Regions from separate parts of the Podarcis muralis genome. Here region 1 is linked to region 2. A link is a contact called in public Hi-C data. All regions are on one chromosome and are shown on one strand. The core of a region is the stretch at or near the end of the contact, and the rest is flanking DNA. Distances in the headings are between cores, read along the strand shown. Region 1 holds the start of SREK1IP1 (SREK1 interacting protein 1). Region 2 holds the start of SREK1 (splicing regulatory glutamic acid and lysine rich protein 1).

Region 1 (5,903 bases), core at 219-2,718, 540 kb after region 2:
AAATATATAATCTGATATGCTATCTAACACACTTTTTGTTTACAAGCATCAATCTAGTTCTGAAAGTATATTATTATTTGTACAGTACGATTTTCGATATTCTCTAAATATTTTCCATTCTCCATATACTTTCTGGTTTGACACTCCTCTGACTCTTCCCGTCAGTTTTGCTAGTTGCAGGTATTCTATCATAAGACTTTGCCACACTATTATCGTTGGTAAGGTTTCATTTTTCCAGTTTCTTGCCACTATTATTCTCACTGCCGTGATTGCGTAAATAAACAATGGTCTTATATATTTTTTGAATTCTATTGATAGTATTCCTAATAGGAAGATCTCTGGTCTTTTTTTAAATGTAAATTTAAATAGTTTTTAAGTTCACTATAGATGTTATTCTAAAATTCATGGATAACTACACAGTTCCACCACATATGGAAATATGACCTTATATCCTTTTTACATCTCCAGCATGTTGGCGACCTGTCTTTATACATTTTAGCGAATTTTCGGGGAGGGTGGTGCCATCTGTATAGCATCTTCATCAGAAGACCCTTTCCAAGGACAGCAGCTACTCAGCTTTGGGGCTGAGCTGGCCTGGTGTTTGGAGTGGCAACCACAGGCAGTCCCTAATTCCCAAAGCTACATTTTGGTCAGAGGTTGGAAACAGAGTATCTCTTCACTTTTAGCTCTATTAATGTTCCAGACAAGCCAGTATTCCTTGATAAACAACATTAGAAAAGGAGGGTAGTGTCTGAGTCCCTTGAGCCCACCAAGCACAGAACAGAGCCTATTTTCACTTTTCCAATTTCCATTTTGACTTCGCCAATTTCTCAGAGAAGTAAACTCTCCTTAATCTGGAACACTGGGAAATGTGTGCACTGAGGACAATCTGGACCACATAGATAAACAAAAATACCATAGATTACATTAAATTTATCCTCACAGGTTGCATCCAAGTAGTTATAATTTACCAAAATTTCAGTATGAGAGAATGATTGCTCGTGTTACCCCCTCCCTAACCTTGCCATTCGTCGGCGGTTCCTGGATGTAGATGTTACTCATGGTGTGGGCTTGGGCGCAGCTGGCTCACTGAGCGGCGGTCCCCGGACCCGGGAGAAGGCGGACGCACGGAACTCCGTTAAACGGGAATCCAGGGCGAAGCTCCCGCCATGTTGGAAGCCGGGAACTACCACTTCTATCCGAGGGGGGGGGGAACAACGCTGAAAAGAAGCCAAGCTTCCCATCCGCACCCTCGAAGGCCAAACAAAAATCCCCCCGCCCACACAAACCTATTTCAAGAGCCTCTGAGCTAAAGCATCCGCTCCACGAAGGGAACTGTGCTGTTTCCTCTCAAAGCAGGGGAGGCGCATCCCCCCGCAGATCTGGGATACTGGTACAATCCGCTGTGTCAGGTACAAAGTCTTCCGGCCGGGTTGCGGCGCCGCAACTGTTTCTATCCGCCCTAGAACGGTGGAGATGGAAAAACTCTTACAGTATGCGTGGGATTAAAGAAAAGTCCTTTAAGTGTTTTTTTTCTTCTTCTTTAGCTACTGGGCTACTTTCATTCCGATTGACAAGGGCCAGAAGCGCTGCCAATCAACTAGGCAGCCCGCCTCCTTTGGCTAGGAGCGGCTCATAGGAAGGGGACTATCGCACTACTGCAGGGTTTCTGTGACAGTTGAGTGGCCTGGGACACCTTCGTCCGGGGATGAGCGAAGGGCCTCTCCTGTCAGCCTTCAAGCTTTTTCTCCGGGAATCAGAAATGGATTCCCTATCTGCAGTTCTTTCACTTGTCTCCCTGGCAATACCGCCCCTCTTTCTCCTCCCTCCACCCCTCTTCTCTGCCTGATGGTACGCGCCACTCGTGCTCGGGTCAAAGTTTTCCGGCGGGGAAGCGCTGCCATTGCTACCTCGTCCGGCCAAGAGCGGGGCATCGTGGCGTCTCGGTCGGGGGCTGCATGGCGTTGCCAGGTGAGCGGTCCAAACGGGGTGGGGCGCGGAAGGGCCACGCGCGAGATCGTGGCCGTGTGGAAAGTCACCGCTGCTGCATCTCCTGCCGCTCAAACCGAGGACGAGGGGAAGAGCCCAACGTGCTCTCGAGTGGAAGGGAGTCCCGGGGAGCAGCTGCAGTCCTGTGCATGCCTACTCAGAAGTAGACCCTACTGAATTCAGTGGGATTTGTTCTGAAGTAAATGGTCGGGATTGCAGTTTGGGGATTAAATCCTGCCGAACTCAGTGGAGTTTGTAGGAGTTGTGATGTTTAGGGGCGTGACTCTTGCTCTGTCGGGGAGGGAATGTGTGCTTAAAATGCGGAACTTTAAACTGAACTTTAAACTGAACAGTCTTGTTTTGCTTTGCATTCTTTACACACGCAAGAACTTCAGATGGAAGGTTTCAGCTGTGTAAATTTACCGGGCTTAGCTAAAAGAAATAATAATAGGAATTGGATTACGGTATCTGTATACTTCTTGCGGTTGTGATGTTTGTTTGTTTTTTAATGTGTAGTTTCACAGGGCCCGTTGTTCACCAAAAATCTAATCTGATCTCCAAGTGTTAAAAGAGGTACGAGCAGTGTTCTGCTGCTGTTATTGTAAAAAAAAAACCTTAGGTGACAGTATTCATATCATGATAAATTGTAAAATGGCTCTCTCAGTACTTCCCTGTTCCTGCATGCCTCCCCTTTTCTACTGAATTTGTTATTCATTTTTAATAAAAAAAGGGAGAGAAAATATGACTTAAAAGATAATAATTTCATTAGAGTTGGGAGGGGTGGATTCCTACAATTGTAATATGGAGACTCGGCAGAGCCTTTGCCAGTCAGAGTACACAATACTAGACAAGATGGAGAAATAAACTGACTTGGGATAAGGCAGCTTCCTATTGCTGTATACAGCAGGCCCCTCCTGCTGGATCACTCTGGCCATGTAAAGTTGTGCCCTATGAGAGGAAAGCGGCAAATGCCTGCTCCTAGACTAGCTGAACTTCTCTGATGCTACTGTGTCCAGGAAACATCAAGTGTCCTGTGTCCTGCTGGATCAGGCTAGTGGCCAGCATCCTGTTCTCACAGTGGCCTTCCAGTTGCCTATGGAAAAGCCACAAGCAGGACCTGAGCTCAAGAGCACTTAGCCCTGCTGCGGTTTCCAGCACCTGGTCGACAGGAGAGGGGACAGGTGACACCTTGGATTAGTTGAGAGTTGATTTTAAGAACACACATGCAGAAGAAACTGCCTTCAAATGATTTTTGAGCTGTCAGCAAATACATTCAGTCCTAGTAACTTTCTAGGAATTGATATGAGGAAAAAGCAAAAGTTTTTACTAAAGCCCTTTGAGGCAAACTTATGCAAACAAAAATTCCTCACACATAACTGAGAAATCAGTCTTTGGCACTCCCCTGACTTAGACAAGGAAGAATAAATATTACTACCACCTGCATTTATTTACTTTGAGCATTCAGGTGCATGTAGATAAGAAAATTAGCAAGAGGGGTCATGCTTGGGTCAGTGGTTGTTGGAATATGTCTGCTATTATTGACCCATTGGTTCTTGTCTCTGCCCCCCACCCCGGCTTTTCTCCAAGCTGGGCTTGCCTTTGGTGTTAGGGTCCAATCAGGAGGGGTTGGGGAGTGACATCAAGGAAGAAGCAGGTGGGAAGGCACCTGTGGACAGATAAGTCTTTAGAACTACTCACATGCCTTTTTGCTTTAAACTTTGGGCTTCATATTTATATGTGATGGGGGCAGACCCAGTTTTAAATAAGCAGGTCTGCAGCTGCTGCATCAAATTTGTACCACAATTGTCCGGAACCCAAGTGCGGACAGCATGTCAATCCACTTCTGGTCGGAAGTGCTAATGGGTTGCATGTTTCTCCCCGTGGTGGCACTGTTTACCAAAAAGGCACCATAACAATATAATGATTATTTTGATAATAGCATATTATCAAAGCATAATATAATTAGTTTCTTCTTATTAAGTGGGTGGAGTATTTGAATAAACAGTGACATAATGGATTTTAGAACTGTGCAAGGTTTTAAAAAGGGGGCTGCAGAAATCCTTGCTTCTTATAAACTTGTGCACATTCTGAAATCAGTAATGCTTTCCAAAGGCTATGTGAAATATAGATTTAAAAAACATACTTGATTATAGAACTTCCTTTAGAAAAGGAAGAACATTTATTCCCCTTTCCTAGAATTTATAGTTGAGATGGAAAATCTATTTTTTTTAAACCAGAAGTAAGAACTAGTGCCTTCAGGGATGATGGGAGTTGTAGTCAAACAACATCTCACACTTGGTTTAGACTTTATATTGATATCTCCCCACTAAAAATATATAAACAACAAAACAGAGGAGAAGAAAAACCAAGTTTACAAGCCCAAAATACAGTTCATGTTACAATGTTGTGTAAAAACACAACACAAATAATTGTTATGTCAAAACTTTGTGGGATATATCAAGTATATATTACATACCAAGTTTGAAAAGTTCAGTTTATCTTATTCCTTAGAAATTCTTATGGGCATGACAGTTGAGAATGATGAGAAAGTCCCATATTTATACCAGGATTTGATACTACATTTGTTTTGACATTTCCACTGTTTTAGTTTCTTTCCTTTGGAAATGTTGCACATACTAAACTAAGCAAAAGTGTATAATATAACAACAAAGCAATCTTCTTTGAGCGTGGAGTATGATGTAGCAAACTGTTGTCCCAAGTTAGAAGTTCATATTAATATCCAACAGTTTGGCTTAAGTTGATTTAAATAAGTTCAACAACCACTATAAATATTATCTCACAAGGGACCAACATGGAGCCTCTAGATGTTGTTCACCTCCAACACTGATCAGCATAGCCAGTGACCAGGGATGATGCAAGCTAGAGTTCAGTAACACCTGGAGGTTGCTATAGGCTACCCCTGTATTTTCTGTATTTATTTATTTAGTTATTTGAGGGATTCATAGCCTGCTTTGGGGGAAATCCTCCACAAAGCAGCTTACAGTACAAATCCTATGCAATGCCTTCTTCCAAGAGAATAAGATGGACATTTGATCCATTTTTATCCCAGGTAGAAATCCATTTACTGTATAAAGATTATTAATCATATTTCCAAGGTGAAAGTTTATTTTTAAATCTACCTTTTCTGTTGCATGCAGTAATAATTGAATAGTATGGATAAGCTGAGTGGAGTTGCTAAACCTCAGAATCTAGTTTGTACAGTAATTAGATTTTTAAAAATAAAATAAATAAATATCCCAGTAGATGTTTTGTTTTGCTATTGCAATGGCTATTCAAAATGATCTGCAAAACCTTAATCAGCTCATTAGATATATACATGGGGAGAGTTTGGAATTGAATTATCTTTTAAGTAATGGGCTATTTATGTACCTACCACCATCAGTACAATTCTGTTAATTTTATTTTGGCCTCTGCAGTTTCTATGGAAATGAATTCATTCAGCGGAGCTTTTTCATGCAAACTAGAGTGTTGCTTAGTTTGTATGTTAATTAGCTTATGTTCACCATTATATTATTTTGAGCTGCTGCCCTCTGGTTAACCTCCACAATATTACTAATCTTTAAAAGTGAAAACAAAAAGGAATATGAAATCCTGATATATTCCAAGCAATCTTCATGCATAAAGCAGCTTGTTGAATGTGTGCTAATATAGCCTTTGCAACCTAAGGAACAGCAATTTCAGGCAGGAGTAGACAGAGGCTTAGCTGTTAACTTTAACTCAGGTTTCCTTGAATCTTATGGCAGTTCTTGGTCAAGCAGAACCCACCAGGTTCACCAGCCTCATATATGGCTGCCATTAGTCCATCTATGCCAGGAAATGATAATGTATGTAAACATGATCATATTTGGCCCACTGAAGGTAGCACTGATAGCTTGTAAGAGAGCCACTGTGGT
Region 2 (5,266 bases), core at 2,003-4,502:
GAGCAGCAGAAGTCGTCCTTAACATTACAAGGTGATTTGCTACACAATTGTGAAAGCAGCATAAAGGCATACTTACGATCACATTAAAGCTAGAGAACCTCCCAGTTATTCACTAACAACTCAAACTTAGGAATGCATTACTAATGAGTCATTAGGATGGGATATACCATTACTCAAATTAAGCCCACCCAAGTAATTCACTACAAATGTTTTTGAATCCTGAGAATCCTAGCTTACAACCAAAATAAGAAAGTAGGGTCTAGCTCCTACTGTATCAGAGATGTGTGAATATGTGATTGGAATTTTCTGATGTAGTTTCACTTCCATCTGTGTTGCCCATTCCTTTTCAGACAGATGGCTAGGACAATTTTAGGATGAAGTTGTCAGTGTGCAGTTTTAGTGAAAGAAGCAAATGTTCATCCTTGCAAAAGATAAATGAAACATGACCACATTTCATAAGAGAAAATGCCCACACATTTCAAACCTAATGTAACACATATTTTTAATTCCATACAAATTTTAAAAATAAAAGTGTCTTCCTTCCTACCAAATTCGCTTTTATTACAAAAAAAGCAAGATAAGTAATAGCTTCAACGCCTTCCCATTTGCTGAAAAAACACAAGCAACAAATTGACAGAACAGAGACTATCAAAACAAAGGTATAATCTGAAATACCAACCTTCAGCGCAGGGCACAACTATCAGAGCTCTGTCAATAAAAACCGTGTTTGTTAGATGCTGGGCCACACCAACACTTGAAGATTCCCGAAACTTAATATAACATACTTTGGAGGAAAAAGCAAGTGGTGCGTTGCTGCAAGAAAAAGAAAACCAATTAGATGCTGTAGTTTTGATCTATTTTTGCTAGTCTTATGCAACTATAAATATTAATGCAAATGTAATTCTAAAAATTACAGACCTACAGAACATGAAAACTGAAATAGGTTTTCCACATAGTATCAGATTACTTTAGGCTGGTACAAATATAACTCTAACTTATCCATTAACTACAGTTAAGGGATCAGGATGTAAAACTGCACTATATCCACCTACAGGTTCTCTAGTTCATGTGAACATGTTTCATCAATGCATACACAAACCCTTTACCATGGTTAGGAATGAACACTGAGCAGCCTTAATCATGGTCAAAAAAACCCTGAATTCAGCTTTTAGAATCTGAATGACTATACCTAGCTTCTTAATCACAATTAACAATCATGATCATGTTGCATCTGCATTGGTCTTTACTTTTTAATACAGAATATAAATAAAACTCTTCTCCTAAAAATAATTCAAATACTAGCAAAGAAACATTCAGTAATTAAAATATAATTTAAATATAATAAATATAATTCAGTAATTAAAATATTTTAACAGCATTCTGTAAATGACCAATGCTACAGTTAAATGAAATAAAATTGTACATTAGGCAAACTTCTGCATGTGCTTTAAGATCTTCAGTTAAGATTTTTAAGAAATGGTGGAACACTTTTATAGCTGGTATCCTTCTGGAAATACGGCCAATTCCTTTAAGAAGTCGTCTCTACCACCCATTTGATGCTGAATCTGCACACTCATTTTTAATCACCCTGGCATAAACTCTACAAAGTATCATGGGAACATTTTAATATTTCAGTATTTGTCAAATGCAGCCACTTCATTCCGCACAAGTTGACACCTTGAACTCTTGGGGCAGTCGGCTCTCCCATGAGCTTAAATTAATAGAACCTAGGATTGTATAACATTGTCTGATAACATGCAGATTAAGACTGCGAAGACTAGATCTTAAGGAGTGTGTTTGAAGAGTGCAGGTGAACAGCATCAATTTATTTATGATTGTAAAATCCCAAGAAATCTGTGAAAAGCTAGAAAGGATCTCTCCAAAATAGGTAACAGGAAACAGAATGGCAGAAGAGATTCAATATCAGTAAGCGAGAAGTGGTGCACAATAAGACAAGTTCCTGGTTGCACATCAAAAACAATGGCTTCCCATTACTTCTAGGCTGTTTGTGTATTTTAAGCCATATTTTAATTAACTGTTTTATGTTTGTTGTTGTTGTTTCTATTACGTTTTATTGTAATTCATATTTGGTGTTAGCCGCCCTTAGCCCAGCCCTGGCTGGGGAGGGCGGGGTATGAATAAATTATTATTATTATTATTATTATTATTATTATTATTATTCCCAGCAAGCACAAGGTTGAAGCCCTAATACTAATTAAAAGTTTATTCTGCTAACATCCCATTCATATTTGAGTAGTCCCAAATCTCTCTGCCATTTACAAGTGCTTGAGGGAAGGGGGGGGAGGCAAAGAATATAAAATCGCTAAGTAAAATAAACGAAACTTTCCCTCATGCCTTGTTAAGAAATATGGTCTACTGTGCATCCCTTACAATCCCTTCCTATGCGCACTTATTGGAAACTTATAATGTAAGGACCATTAATTTAAATGATATATGTTCCCAAGCTGCACGCAAAGGATTGCAGCTTTACACGGAAGCAAGCGCTGTTGATGTGAATAAGGCTTACTCCCGAGTAACTAGTCACTAGCCTAGCCTTGGATGCAACGCAGTGCAAGGAACGAGATTCGGGGGGAAAGGAGAGCAGGATCCCCGAGGAGCCAGATTTCTCCTACATGGCGTCTTTGCTAAACGCAACGCCGATGAGAGCCTCGAGGAAGCACGAAAAGCGGCTTAGGCCTCTAGGGAGCCCGCATTTCGCTTCCGCAACCGCGGCCTTTCCCAGAACCATCACCCAGAGAAAGGGAGAGAAACGCTGAAGGGACTGCGGCTGAGGAGAAACTGGCAGGTTTTTTTTGGGGGGGGGGGGAACAGTCACTGGCCGCCATCTTAATTACGGGCAGCTTCTCCTTCTCCGTAGAACAGATGCTGCCCAATGACGCAACCACTATGAAGCGAGACGCTCGGCACCCGAAAGCAAGATGGCGGGCGCGGCATCCGGTCCGTTTCTCGCTCTCCCCTTGCCTCAAGGATTGTCATTCCCGCCATTCTCTATGGCCCCGAGGGCCCTGCTCGGGCCTCAACTTACTCCGGAGGGTAGAGACGCAACTCCTCGATGTCACCTAAGAAACCGAAGAGCGTTCGCATCTGCTCGCTAGTGACCGCCGATGATAAATTGGTGACTTGGATAACCGAAGTAGGGGTCAAAGGGAAGCCGAGAGGCACCCCGATGCCGCCGCTGTTCATCATGATGGCGGCAAGTTTGCTGTCTCGGCCGAACTAACGCACAGAAGCGAGGAGACGGAAGTCACCACCGAGAAAGAAACGGCGGAGCTTCCTAGAGCGTCCGCACTCGCGCAACTTCCGAGAGAACGCGGCTGCGCCCTGGCGTTGAGGCGGCCCCTTGTTCGTCTCCTCTATGCGGCTTTTAGCTAGGAAACGGAGGGCTTTTTTTGTGATTGTTGAGGCAGCGCAGCACCTGAGAGACGGGCAGGGGGTGGACGGACAAAAAATGTCGAAGCATATGGAATAAACAATCCCTAAATTGCACTATACGCAGTGCCTCCTGCCCTTTCCCTCTCCAGTATCCACATGCACCGCAGTTGACGCATTAGAAGCCTCAAGTAGCAGAATCGATTTCCCTGTTAGGTGGGGTGAATTTTTTGCATATCCCATATTAAAAATCAAAAGAATTGTTTTTTACAAAAAATGCCACAACAGAGAGAGGTTTCATAGATGGATGGAGAGAGAATGGATGAGAGATCAGGCTCTCCAAATTATGCTGAACTCAACATCCCTGACCATTTTCCATGCTGGATGGGGGCTGATGGGAACAGGCGTTCAACAACATCTGGAGGGCCACAGTTTTCTCGCTCCTGTCTAGATTTTGTGTTTTCAAAAATGGACAAACAGCCCTTACTACTGATTTGCTGCAGTAATCCCAGGTGCATCCTGGACCTTGCATCCACTTATACATAAACCAATTATGCCTGCATAACCCCTGCACTCCCAACTAAACACGGCGCGGGGGGGGGGGGGGGAGTCGGAACTGAGGGCCAAATGTAGCCATCCAAGCTTTATCTGGCCATTGGCTGTCCCTCATCAGGCCTTACCCCCTACCGTCCTCAGCCATGCTCTGGAAAAGAGTCCTAAGGGCCTGATGAAGAAGAGTGGAGGACCACCTTTGGGCAGCTGCACAAAGGTTCCACACACCTGCCATTCAGGTGCCAGTTTTCATTTGCATGGTGTTGGGACTTGGGTGGCTGGTACTGATAACTGTCATATTAATTTATTTGCATTGCATTGGCTGATTACTGTAAAGAGAAGTTCTCCAGCTTGCAATTTATTTATTCTAATACCAATTTACCGAGTTCTGTTAGGAACATTTTTTCCGAGGGTTCCATATGAAGAAATGAAGGAATGGTTTGTCATCAGTATAGATGATCATAGATGGAATCTAGATGGCATGACACTCCCCAGAACCTTATCTGAAGAAGTGTGCATGCACACGAAAGCTCATACCAAGAACTAACTCAGTTGGTCTTTAAGGTGCTACTGGAAGGAATTTTTTTTGTTTTGACTATGGCAGACCAACACGGCTACCTATCTGTACCCAGAACCTTTGACAGCCACAGTAACCTATTACCACCAAGAGTTTGAGAACTGCATTGAATTGTTTGGCATATATAATTTACCTCGCATGAATGACAGCTGGAATAGCTCTGCCAGTACAGCATGATACTCTTTAATGTCAGGGTCGTGAGATCAAGCCCTACATTGGGCAAATATTCCTGCATTGCAGGGGATTGGAACAGATGACCCTTGTGATCCCTTCCGACTCCACAATTCTATGATTCTATGAATGCTACCATATGCATCTGGCATTGAATTCAGGGATAAGGACATAAGAGCCGCCCTGCCAAATCAGACCAAAGGCCTGTTCGAGTTAAGCATGCTCTTCACATAGTGGTTAACTAGGTTATTTATTTCAGTATGGAATAACTTCCTATGAAGCATTTCAAAGCAGTTTCATTGTACAAAAAGGCTTACGCAAAACAATCACAAATGTAAAAACATTTAAAGCAAATGCATACATTAAAACAATTAAAAGCAGTTACACACATAAAAACAAATTCAAATCCAATATGGATACCAACTGGGTTATTAGCGTTAAAAGGCTTGTTGAAAGGAGAAACTATTCAACAGGTACATAAAAGACAACTGAGATTTATGTCTGTCTGATATGTAATGGGGGAGGGGGAATTCCAAAGGGCAGAAGCCTACACAACAAAATGCTTGATTCCGACAC

Evidence for each region. A called contact is a pair of places that touch in the nucleus more often than the background predicts.
Region 1: a Hi-C map of blood shows a contact between it and region 2, with 3 times the contacts expected there. The contact joins the promoter of SREK1IP1 here to the promoter of SREK1 in region 2. A contact is called at or near these places in 2 of 3 Hi-C or Micro-C datasets (blood and tail).

Annotation. Positions count from the first base shown.
Region 1 is chr11:41,034,509-41,040,411 of rPodMur119.hap1.1, forward strand. It overlaps SREK1IP1 (SREK1 interacting protein 1), which reads left to right and starts at 1,469. Exons shown (of 5, transcript XM_028749202.2): 1 at 1,469-1,971. The coding sequence starts at 1,959. CWC27 (CWC27 spliceosome associated cyclophilin) reads right to left here and starts at 1,263. Exons shown (of 16, transcript XM_077936334.1): 1 at 1,021-1,263. The coding sequence starts at 1,062.
Region 2 is chr11:40,496,693-40,501,958 of rPodMur119.hap1.1, forward strand. It overlaps SREK1 (splicing regulatory glutamic acid and lysine rich protein 1), which reads right to left and starts at 3,253. Exons shown (of 12, transcript XM_028749161.2): 1 at 3,047-3,253; 2 at 680-813. The coding sequence starts at 3,207.